Linked DNA regions of Mus musculus: all the other regions are linked to region 2. Evidence: chromatin contacts called from public ChIA-PET and Hi-C data. All regions are on one chromosome and are shown on one strand. The core of a region is the stretch at or near the end of the contact, and the rest is flanking DNA. Distances in the headings are between cores, read along the strand shown.

Region 1 (2,700 bases), core at 108-2,607, 290 kb after region 2:
CACATGAAATAAGTCAACCCTACACATATCTGCAGACAGGGTAAATCAGTGGTAATTTTAGACCTATCATATTCTCTAAAAGACTATATCCCAAGACCATTTAATTTTAGAAAAAGCCCAAGGCACCAAGATGCTACTCTATTTCAGGACTTTTCATTCTGAGAAACGCAGCTCAAGTGGCTCAAGCCAAGGAGAAAGTACGAGTTCACAGAGTGGGAAATCACTTAGAGCAGACCTCGGGTGGATGCTGCAGAACTCACAAATCTCCCTCCCCCCAACTGCCCTCCCTCCCAACCTCTCTCTCAGGCCCCCTCCCCATCCATGTGGTCATCCATCTTCACACATGTACAAATGCATGTGCTTACCATACTCATTGCTTCCAGACTGTTGCCCTCTGTCTCTGAGTTCCAGGAAAAACCAAAAAGGTGCCGGTAAGTTACTAGGTGTTAACTGTGGAAAAGAGTAAAAGATGAGGGATGCCAGGAGTCTTGTTTGTTTGTGACAAGTTTTTCTCTATGTAGCCTTGGCTGACCTGGAATTCATTCTGTAGACCAGGCTGGCCTTGAACTCAGAGAGCCACTTGCTTCTGCTTCCTGAGTGCTGGGATTAAAGGCATGAGCCACCACCTCCTGGCACACCTGTACTTTAGGGGTATATGTATGTGTTGAATGACGGTCTTCCAAGCCAAGGATCCACCATCATGGGGAGTTCAACTGAGCCATGTTACAAAAGGTTTACCCCAACTGGGTTTATTGACTATTTGCACACCAGTGCAGAGAGGGTCACAAGACCTTCACCTGCTTGTCCTGTCTCTCTTACCTCCGATTGTATTCAACTCTGCCTTAATTGCAGTGACCTGTGGGAGATGCCAGAGTCCATAGACCAACAGAGAAGAGGGTAGAAGCTCCATGCATATGGGCCTTTAGGGCAGGACTGTCCACACTCCTGGAAAGTAACCCCTCATTGAGGCTCTGTAAGGAAACCCAACTCACTGATGATTTTCCAGAGTTAACTTTGTCAATATCATTTCTCAGTTTGTTGGGATCTAGAAAGGAAGGGTAGATGTTGCTTAGTCTCCTTATGGGAAGGAACTTTAGCAGCATGGGGACTTTGGAGGTAATTAGGTCATGAGGATGGAGACTCAGAAATAAGATTGGTACCTGTGGTGGTTTGAATCGGTATGACCCCCACAGGCTCATGCGTTGGAATGTTTGGCTCATGCAGAATGATAATACTAGGAAGGGTGGACCTGTTGGAATAGGTGTGATCTTGTTGGAGGAAGTGTGTCACTGTGGGTGTGTAGGGAGGGTTGAGTTCTCCTGTACTCATGCTATGCCCCATGTGGTACACAGTCTCCCTCTGCTGCCTGTGGATTAACATGTGTTACCCTCAGCTCTGCCTCCAGCACCGTGTCTGCCTGCACACGGCCCTGCTTCCTGCCATGATGATAATGAACTAGACCTCTGTAACTGTAAGCTAGCCCCAATTAAATGTTTTCCTTTATAAGAGTTGCCTTGGTCATGGTATTCACAGCAATGAAACCCTAAGAGAGTGCTCTCTTATGCTTTCCTCATCTGAGGACTCAATAAACTAAGAATCCAACCTTCACTATACAGAGAGCCTGCATCACCTTCATCTTAGACTCCACCCTCCAGAACAGCAAAATACGGTAAATTCTTGTCCATAGAAGTCCATGACATCCTATAATAACACCCTAAACGACTAAGATAGAAATTAAGTGGATTAATTAAGTGAAGAAATTCAGCAAAACTAATTCAACAAAAGGTAAGCTAGAGTAGTTATTATTGGAATTAAGCATCAAGAGACAAAAATTGCAATAAGAACTTAATTTACAGTTTTTAACTTTTTATTGATTCTTTTTGAACTTTCTATTATACACCCCAATCACACTCATCCCCCCCCATCGCTCCATATCTGCCCTCCACCCTTGCAAACCCCCCAAAGAAATCAAAAAAAGAAGAAAATAACATAAAATATAAAACAGCTCACTGTGGAACCTGCGGTATGTCACAGTGTGTCCCCACGGTATACTTGTTAGCCCTTACTTGCAAATGTTTGTTGCAATGAGTCATTCATTGGTCTGGTCCAAGGCCTCTGGCTTCTGCTACACTATCAATCCTCACCAGGTCTCCTCTAGGATATCCTGTTGTCACCTTGTGTCATAGAGATCCTACAACTTTGGTTCTGCAGGCCTAGCTCCTTTATAGTATGCTCATATGAACATAGCTAGTTCATGTAAACCAGCAGTTCATAGATGGGGTAGACGTTGGAATGAACCAACTCAAAGTCTGGGGAAATATCTGTGTTGTTAGGCCACTAGCTGTCCTGCACCTGCGCACCAGGGCCAGCTCTCCAGCTTTGCCCAGGTGACAGGGAGGGCCAGCTCTCCCACACTCACACCACCAGGGCCAACTTTACTGTGCGGCAGCAATCAAGGGGCAGGATCGGCTCTCCCACATTGTCCAGGCAAGGGGAAAGGCTGGCTCTTCCTTAACCTTTAGACACTAAAATGGCCCCAGGAGGGATCCCAGAACAGGCCATCTGCATGGCCTTGGATGGTAAGATGGGACACAGATTTAACACAGAACCCTGCTACTTCAGGACTATGGACCAGCATGGGCCAGGACATCGCCGCCCTCAGGTGACAGTGCAGGCATTCACATCAGGGTCTTCCTTGCC
Region 2 (2,700 bases), core at 174-2,673:
AAGAGCAAAAATAAGTTTTTATTAAGGCAGAACCAATGAATGCGAAGACTAATGAAAACACAGGTAGTTTTAACTCAATGTAATTGAGCACAGAAACTCTTCCCAGAAAACATAATCACAATTTCCAAACTAAAAATCCTAGTGGAACTGAAATGCAAATATAAAGTTGCAGAAGTAGAGTTAGAAATATTCATATGAGATATCCATTCTCTTAGGGGGTAAGAGGTCTTCGTAAGGCTGATTATGGAGATACCACAAAATAGATTCAACCACACAAAACTTCAAAACATTTGCATGGCAAAAGGCATTCAAAACAAGGAACAGAGACACTCCCAACACACAATACAGAAGAGCCACATAGCCAAGGCACCCTGCTCTTACAGATGCAAGGGAAGAGGTAAGCGGTTCACCATGAGAAAGCAGGCATGGGTGAAAGGCCACATTCAGAAAGGGAACTATAGCCAATAAATTATATTATGAGATGCAAACTTAACCAAGAAAAAGTTACCAAAAATAAAGAAATACAATCACACTGGGCTGGCAAAGTTGTAGCAAAAATACTTTTATCACATTAGGGCAACCTTTTGTACAAAATATTATTCCTTAAAATTCTAAAAACATGCCTTTTATTTAAAAAATTCACTTCTGGATATTTAATGAGATTTTCATGTTATAATATGAATATGCACTGCTACAGTGTTTATGGTAGGAAAGAAACCCTAAAATTAACCTAAAAGTCCATCAGAGGGGGATCGGGTTGAATAAGCAAGTTCTAAGGAATGTGCATGCACGTGAATGTATGTGTGTGAGTGTGCATGCAGGTGTGCATGTGTGTAGCTATCAGTATATTACTATTAAAACTATGTATTGTGCATATGGTATCTAAGGATAGCCTGCAGTAGGATTTTAAGGGAGCACTAAGAAAAAAGGAAGAAAACTATGGGATGAGACTTGTGGTATAATTCCACTTAAAGAATATGCATATTTTTTATTTATAATCTCAGAGGAAAAATTATGAGACATGCATACAATTAGCACACATTTCTCTTTTGTTCCAAATAACTGAGATAAAAAATTTGAATATTCCAAGTAGCACACACAACAAAGCAAATGTGGAATGTGGATATTAAAAAAAAATACCAAAATCTAAACTACACATCTACTAGCGTTTATGAGTGACTCTACTGTATGTGAACTATACTGTATGCTGTTTTGTTTTTACCGTCATTGTTTTAATACTTCATGTGGTTCCTGGTTATCTGGTGCAGATCAGAAACTCTGATTACAGTTGCTCAAGTCCATTGGCGACTCTGATGAGGTGTCACAGGAAGAGGGAAACAAACTAAACCTTACTCAGCATCATGACAGCCACAGGGGTGGGGATGAGGGATGTTTAAAACAACATAAGACAGACACCAGTGTCTGGGTGCAGACACCAGTAACCACAGCATACAGCAGTGTTCTCACCTCCACTGAGGTCACAGAGGTGCGAGGCTAGAAAGTCTAGTATATGACATTCTACTCAGATGACATTCGACTCAGATGACATTCGACTCACCATTGTAACACGCCCAGTGCAGTGGCGTGTATCCCTGGTTGTCTTTGAGACAGCAGTCTTCTTCAGAAAGGGCAATCTGGAGCAATTCATTCAGCCATGTGGCGTGGCCCCGAGCAGCCGCATAGTGCAAGGGTGTCCTCCCTCTGGAATCTTTACAGAGGATTGATGCTTCTTGTTCCAGCAGCATTTGCACACATTCCTCATGTCCTGTCATAATCTGGCATGTTGCAATTAAAATGCAAGACAAAGCTCAGTTGTCTGGGGATAGAATTGTTGAGAGTAGAAGGCTTCCCCCACCTGGCCTAAGAGGTAGGAGGCAGAACAACCCTAGCAAAAATCCTTACCAGAAAAGCCCAGGAGAAGTATTTTGGAGCTCTCTCTCCAAACATAACTACGGATGGTATCATGATACCTTAGAAAATACTAGCTTCAGAATCAAGGAGGAATATGTTAAATCCTGGTTGTCCACCCCTGTCAGACACAAGTGAGTCGGCCTTTCTCTGACTCAGTATACTCACTATGAGAAGGCAGAGAAACAATGACCTCAGAGGTTGCCCAGTACTAAAGAGACAACACACTTACATTGTGCAGCGGGCACGGGGATGCATTCTGGGAATATCTCAGAGAGTCTGTACACAATGCTAGAAAGCACAGCCTATTCCCCTCTTAGGCTGCCCAAGAGAGCTGTTAAGCCTAAGCTAACATGCACAACACATTACCCTAATGGACATCATGGGGTCACAAGGGTTTGTGTATCTAAACAGCAAAGGTGCAGTAAAAGTTACACAAGAAAGGAATCGTCTTCAGCTCCATTCTAACCGTATGAGATCACTGCTGTATGCACAGGCTATCACTGACAGACATATATATGTGATGTCCCCTAGACTGCTGCATGGCCCAAAAGAAGTGCAAAGAAACCAGAACTGTGATTATGTTGATAATCATGGAAAATACTTTTAGTCACCAGCTAGGGTGCTTACATCACTTCTACATAGCAATTTTATAATTTTTACCTTTGTCTAGTTAGCCTATTTTTTTTTGTCCTTCAAAAATTAAATCAGCAGATGTGTAAAAAGACTTGGCCACAGGACACATAGATTGTCATCGTTTGCTGCTCCAAGCAACAGATATAGTGTGAATGT
Region 3 (2,700 bases), core at 58-2,557, 390 kb after region 2:
TTCCAGGCAGCCAGGAGGAGGGTCTCTTCTGCTCTGGCCAAAGCTTAAGCTTTGGACCTCAAAGCTCACTCCTACAGTGACTCACCTCCTCCAACAAGCCCAAACCTACTCCAACAATGCTACACTTCCTAATAGTACCACTTCCCATGGGCTAAGCATATTCAAACCACCACATACAAGTCACATAATTACCCGATAATGCAGTACACATTAGTTCTATCTTCCCTTTTGGAATATGAGCTATGTGAGGAGACAGACTCATTCACACCTCCAACATCTAGTAAGTCTTTCAAAATATATTATTGCCTATGTTTAACCAACAATCTCATTTATTCCTCAAGCTCTGCTAACCAAATGCAGCAGGCAGGATGGCCTACTGGGTAGAACTTGCTGTGCAAGTCTGATGACTCAAATTGAATCTCCAGGAACCCACATAAAGATGGAAGGTGAAGAGGTGACTTCACAAATGTGCCGTCTGACTTTCATAAGCCAAACACACATCACACACGTACATTCATATAGTAATAAAATATAATTCTATTTTTTAAAAAACTGTATTAGAGTCAGTGAGATGGCTAATCATTTAAAAAAAAACAATCGCTATGCAAGCCTGTTAAGTGAGTTCTTATTCCTTAGACCCACATGGGAAGACTCTGACCTTCACATATGCGTTTGTTACGTGTGCCCCTCCCTTATATGTAAGTCAGGACCTCATCCAATCCCTGAATGTGGCAAGCAAAATTGTTGCTTTGTATAGAATGAGAAAAACCTGGATCATAAAGGCAACACTACACCATATCTTGGCCACGTATGAAGAAGGCAGCTAGAACTGACAGGTCACTGGGCCTGTTCGGGGCGGTATGACCCGAAGTTGCTCTCTGAACAACACCTCAGGGTCAGCACAGCAGGTACCGTTTGAGATCGTCAATACACAGTAAAATCTGCCAGGCTCGGCAGCAGGAGCGAAAACACGCTGGGCCAGCGCTGGGTGGGGTGGGTGTGGGAGGCAGTTACATAATTAGCCAGCTCCTGGGCTTTCCTCCCCCGGCAGGGCGGCCCTCACGAGCCGAGCCTCGAGACTCGACCCCAAATAGCTCCAGGAAAAAACCCGGACCGTAGGTGAACCCAGGAGTTCGTCACGAAGATTACATAAGTGGCAGACTCCTGGCAGGAGCAGAGCGTGTCCCGGAGATCCGCGCCCCGATTGGCTGTCCCGAGGCGGCACTGGACACGTGCGTCAGCCTAGCGTCAGCGTGGCGTCATGGGGTTGGGAGGGACTTAGTGGGAAGAGGCGTGTCCAGCTGCTCAGAGGGCTCCCGGATTGGCTGAGAGGCGCAGGAGCCGTCCCTCCAGGCCGGCCTGAGGGCGGCGCCTCGTTCCGGGTGCCCGCGTTGGCTACCGGCTTCACAAAGATGATCATGGCAGCTCGGACCAGTCAGAGGGCCCTGGCGAGGGTGGCATCGGGGTGCCATCCGAAGTCGACCACCGTGACGGAAGCCCCGGCGCGGGGGTCTGCGCGCGACGTCAGGTAGCGAGCGGAGGTTTTCCGGGCGGCGGGTTCGGGACGGGCCTGTGGCCGGGGCGCTGACCCTAGTCGGCTCCGGAGACCCGGGGCGCGGCGCTCGGCCGGCTGGTCTGCGTGCACCTCATATTATCGGGGTGAGTCAGCGACGAGACGGCCGTGGGAGGACGGACAAGCAGCCGGGTCTCCGGCTCCCGCCCTTCCGGTCTCCAAGAGGTGGGCGGCGGCCGTCGGGAAAGTTTAACTGCGCCCGAGAGCGCCGGCTCCCGGGCCGTGGGAGTGCGTGTCCTGGCGGTGAACCGCTTGTCAGACGCTCTCTCACTTGCTGTGGAGTTCTTTGACCCCGGCCACTCAGCGCTTGCAAAATGAAACACAGCCAACAAAGAGGACCTGTTGTTTTTTTCACTACACTGTAACTTTGAGGTCCTGTAACCTTGAAGATGGCTCTGTCCTCGGTTTTCCTGCTTGGTCCTTTAGGTGGAGATGAACCTAGAGACCTGAAGGACACTATAAGTCTACAATGCAGTTTTCTATTACAAATAAGACTGTAATAAAGTATTCTCAAAAATTAAAATTAACTCAGAGTGGCGGCTCACACCTGTAATTTTAGCAATAAAGTCAAGTAAGTATCGCGGTGGGTTCAAGGCCAACCCGAACTACAAAGTGAGCCCCTGTCTCAGGACCAAAAGAAAAGAAAATTGGTATTTGAGATGAATCAATATGTATACATTACAGAGGAGAAAGTCCAACTCTTGCCTGGGTTTCAGAACATTTTGGTTGAATGAAGACTTTAAAATGTCAGCCAAGAGGCCAGGTCTGGTGCTTTGGAGGCCAGCCTGGTCTGTGTAGCTAGTTGCATATCAGCCAGAGCTACAAGGTAAGATTTGTCTCAAAAACAAACAGAAACTAGCAGCCATGCTTCATCTCCAAATCTTACACAAACATGTTGAAACTGTGAAATCGGGTAGTTTATCCTCAAAAGATAGCTTTTCAAGCAGGACATACTGCTTATATTACTGATTAAATGTTGCTTTGCTGCTTATGGTCCGAGGCTCATGCTCAGAAAGTCCATACCAGCCTCAGCCTGGGAAATACCAAGTGACTGGATCTAAAAAAAAAAAAGGCAACAAAAATGGTATATAAATGCATAAAAGTATTACATTATCTTGTGTTCTGGC
Region 4 (2,700 bases), core at 79-2,578, 470 kb after region 2:
GTGTAATTCTAACCATGGCCCAGCTCTGAGAAGTGGCTCACTTTGGGCGGGTCTTGATGCAGATACCAGCTTCTGCCTCCAGCTTAAGACCTCTGTTTCTGAACCCCATGCTCTTGAAGTTATAAAGAGCACTTACCCAGTGTCCACAACTTCCTCACCAGGTGTCCCATGGTACTATAAACCAAAACAAACTTTTCTTGTTTGGAAAAAAAAAAGATTCTGGTAAAAATGCTGTGTTTTTTTTCTTATTTTGGGAAAGATTGAGAGAAGATTTAAGTCTTGCTCTGTAGCCCTGCCTGGCCTGGAACTCTCTATGTAGCCCATGCTGGCTTTGAATTCTAAACAATTCTTTTAACTGTTTTGCTTATTTACTTGCTTATTTATTTAATGTGTGTAAGCTTTTTACCTGCATGCGCCCAAGGGATTCAGAAAAAGGTGTGGGATCACCTGGGTTGGATTACACATGAACCCCTAAGCCTGGCCGGGCATGCCGTGTACTCCGTTGGTCCCAGCACTCAAAACAAATCTCTTAAATTCAAGGAACATCAGGGAGACGCTGTCTCCAAAAAAAGAAAACACAAAACCAAAACAACAACAAAAGAAAACACACAAAAAACATCACACTTAAAAACACGAGAAACTTGGAATTTTGTTAAGATACAGAATTCATAAAAGCCATCAAGGGCTATTCATTTCCTCCTGCTTCCGACTTGCAAAAATGTGAGTTTATTTTAACTCTAACACACAATAACAGATGTGCGCTTTCTATCTCATGATGGGCATTTTTTTTTTTAATTTAGCATTGAGTCTTTTATCTACGGAAACCAACTTGTCATTGAAAGAGTCCTTGGCTTTTCAGTAAGAGGACCCTAGAAGCAAGATTTATCAGTACCTCCTGTCTTCCCTTTAACCGACCCAGCCAATCTGATTCTAGATTGGGTTAATCCATGAAGATTCTATAAAAATTTACCAGATTATCTGGGGTGGAGAATTATGTTCTCATTTCGCTTTTCTGAGATGGTCACTATTGTGCAAACTGCCCTTCCAGTCTATAGACAGCTGAAGGACAAACACCCACAAGTGACGCAGGCTTGGGTCACCTGCACCACAGACCTTGGAAGCGGCTCTCTACCCCAGCTTCCGGTCGCATCTTCCTTTTCGGCCTCGGCGGAGCTCCGCCGGCTGTTCATTCTGTGCTCCTCCCTCCGCCGGAGCCGCGGGCTCGGCACTCTTCCCATGGTGCTCCGCGCGGGCGGCGGCTGTTCCGCAGGCTGCCGCCCCTCCCCGCCGCCGCAGCGCTGAGCCCCGCCGTGCCCCGCCCCCCGCGCAAGCTGCCGGCCCCCACATCCGGGTACCGACGCCAGCCGCCCAGACTCTGGCACTATGGTCATGGCGGAGGGGACGGCAGTGCTGAGGCGGAACAGGCCAGGCACCAAGGCGCAGGTATCGTCCCTACGGCTTTCCTGTCACAGAGTTGGCGGGGCCGAGCCGGGGCTCTCCTGCTGGCGGGACTCCGTCTAGGAGAGGCCAGGGCGAGCGGGTGGGGGCCGTGGCCGCGGTGGCTGGCCTGCGCTTCCGGAGCCGCGGCCCCGGAGGCAGCCGAGCCGGCGCCGGCCGCCCTGGAGGCCTGCTAGACGCAGGACCCCGCTGTGTTCGCCGAGGCCCGGGGCTGACGCTTGTCACCAGCGGCTGCTGCTGCGCTGCCTGCTGTGAGTGGCAGCTGACGGCGCCCGGGTGTGGGGTGGGCCAGCTGGGGACCAGGGGGCTGTCCCCGCGTCGGGACCGCCGGCGTCGAGGGCTGTAAACACTGCCCACCTCACCGGGAGCAAGCTTGGCCGGTGACGTACCTGCCGGTCGGCTCCATCCAGTTGGTCTAGCCGGATGCAGGTGGCACTAGTTTGCGTTATCCTCCTGTTGTTTGTCTTTGCCACCACTCCCTTCGGCTTCCCTGCAGCTGTTCTCTGGTCCAGCAAGTTTTCGGCACCAGGTTGTGACTTGTTACATGTCATTCCTTGCGTATATTCATGCTAATGCGCGTGGACAATAGTCGGAATGAACTGATTATATACATCAAAATAATAGTAGGGCACTATGGGGAGTAAATTGGTGCTTCTTAGGACTTGCAAACCAGGGATGCTTCACAGTAAAAAAGAACAGAAAAGAACGGAAAAGACCCCCCCCCCAAAAAAAAAAACCACCCACGTTGACATTCAAACTTGATAGGATTAATCAGCCTTTGGAAATGGGTTGAGTCGTTGAGTAGAAGTTCTAAAATCAAAAGAGATATGTTTAAAATGTAATTTTAGCAGGCTGTGTTCTTGTTGCTGCCCAGCCTGCTGCCTCTTACCGTGTACTGAGTAAACTTTTTCTGTTAAAATGTAATTTTTAGGGTCAAGTGGAAATCAAAATACTTAATGCTACTGAGTTTTAGAGAGTTACTGTTTTTCTTTTCTTTCTTTTGTCTTTCTTCTTTCTCTCTTCTCTCTCTTCTCTCTCTCTCTCTCTCTCTCTCTCTCAAGGGTTTCCCTGTGTAGCCTTGACTTTCCTGGAAGTAGCTCTGTAGACTAGGTTGGCCTCGAACTCCGAGATCCACCTGCCTCCCCCATACACACACATCCAATTTAGAGACTTGCTATTTATTATGGATTTTGAAGGTTCTCAAAGTCAGGCTACCCTCGAATTATACTATATAGTTGAAGG

What was found. Hi-C and Micro-C count contacts between places; a contact is called where the count stands out from the background. ChIA-PET counts read pairs in DNA pulled down with a chosen protein or histone mark.
Region 1: a Hi-C map of CD8 T cells shows a contact between it and region 2, with 2.0 times the contacts expected there. The contact joins two enhancer-like sites. A contact is called at or near these places in 4 of 15 datasets of contacts at CTCF or cohesin (the NIH/3T3 cell line, large pre-B cells and pro-B cells), 29 of 484 Hi-C or Micro-C datasets (B cells, CD4 T cells, CD8 T cells and 15 more), 3 of 115 datasets of contacts at active chromatin or transcription factors (CD8 T cells and embryonic stem cells) and 3 of 9 other capture datasets (adipose tissue, liver and pancreatic islet).
Region 3: an RNA polymerase II ChIA-PET map of memory CD8 T cells shows a contact between it and region 2, with 86 read pairs. The contact joins the promoter of Coq10b here to the enhancer-like site in region 2. A contact is called at or near these places in 6 of 39 promoter capture datasets (the 3T3-L1 cell line, HPC-7-derived erythroid cells, cranial neural crest and 3 more), 1 of 15 datasets of contacts at CTCF or cohesin (large pre-B cells), 6 of 484 Hi-C or Micro-C datasets (embryonic stem cells, granulocyte-monocyte progenitors and memory CD8 T cells), 6 of 115 datasets of contacts at active chromatin or transcription factors (bone marrow-derived macrophages, embryonic stem cells, large pre-B cells and 3 more) and 2 of 9 other capture datasets (adipose tissue and liver).
Region 4: an RNA polymerase II ChIA-PET map of memory CD8 T cells shows a contact between it and region 2, with 21 read pairs. The contact joins the promoter of Mob4 here to the enhancer-like site in region 2. A contact is called at or near these places in 1 of 39 promoter capture datasets (pre-B cells), 1 of 484 Hi-C or Micro-C datasets (CD4 T cells), 1 of 115 datasets of contacts at active chromatin or transcription factors (memory CD8 T cells) and 2 of 9 other capture datasets (adipose tissue and liver).

What each region holds. Positions count from the first base shown.
Region 1 is chr1:54,953,729-54,956,428 of GRCm38.p6, forward strand. No RefSeq gene overlaps it. Among named protein-coding and RNA genes, the nearest start is that of Ankrd44, 29 kb to the left of the region's middle. Within about 2 kb of position 1,358, at least 4 of the 459 cell types and tissues checked have an H3K27ac peak or open chromatin away from gene starts, as enhancers often do. A contact at or near this core is called in CD8 T cells, where this site is marked.
Region 2 is chr1:54,659,443-54,662,142 of GRCm38.p6, forward strand. It overlaps Ankrd44 (ankyrin repeat domain 44), which reads right to left. Exons shown (of 28, transcript NM_001081433.3): 21 at 1,559-1,775. Among named protein-coding and RNA genes, the nearest start is that of 4930444A19Rik, 21 kb to the right of the region's middle. Within about 2 kb of position 1,424, at least 28 of the 459 cell types and tissues checked have an H3K27ac peak or open chromatin away from gene starts, as enhancers often do. A contact at or near this core is called in CD8 T cells, memory CD8 T cells and pancreatic cancer cells, where this site is marked.
Region 3 is chr1:55,051,463-55,054,162 of GRCm38.p6, forward strand. Coq10b (coenzyme Q10B) reads left to right here and starts at 1,308. Exons shown (of 5, transcript NM_001039710.1): 1 at 1,308-1,528. The coding sequence starts at 1,413.
Region 4 is chr1:55,129,917-55,132,616 of GRCm38.p6, forward strand. It overlaps Mob4 (MOB family member 4, phocein), which reads left to right and starts at 1,329. Exons shown (of 8, transcript NM_025283.3): 1 at 1,329-1,443. The coding sequence starts at 1,384.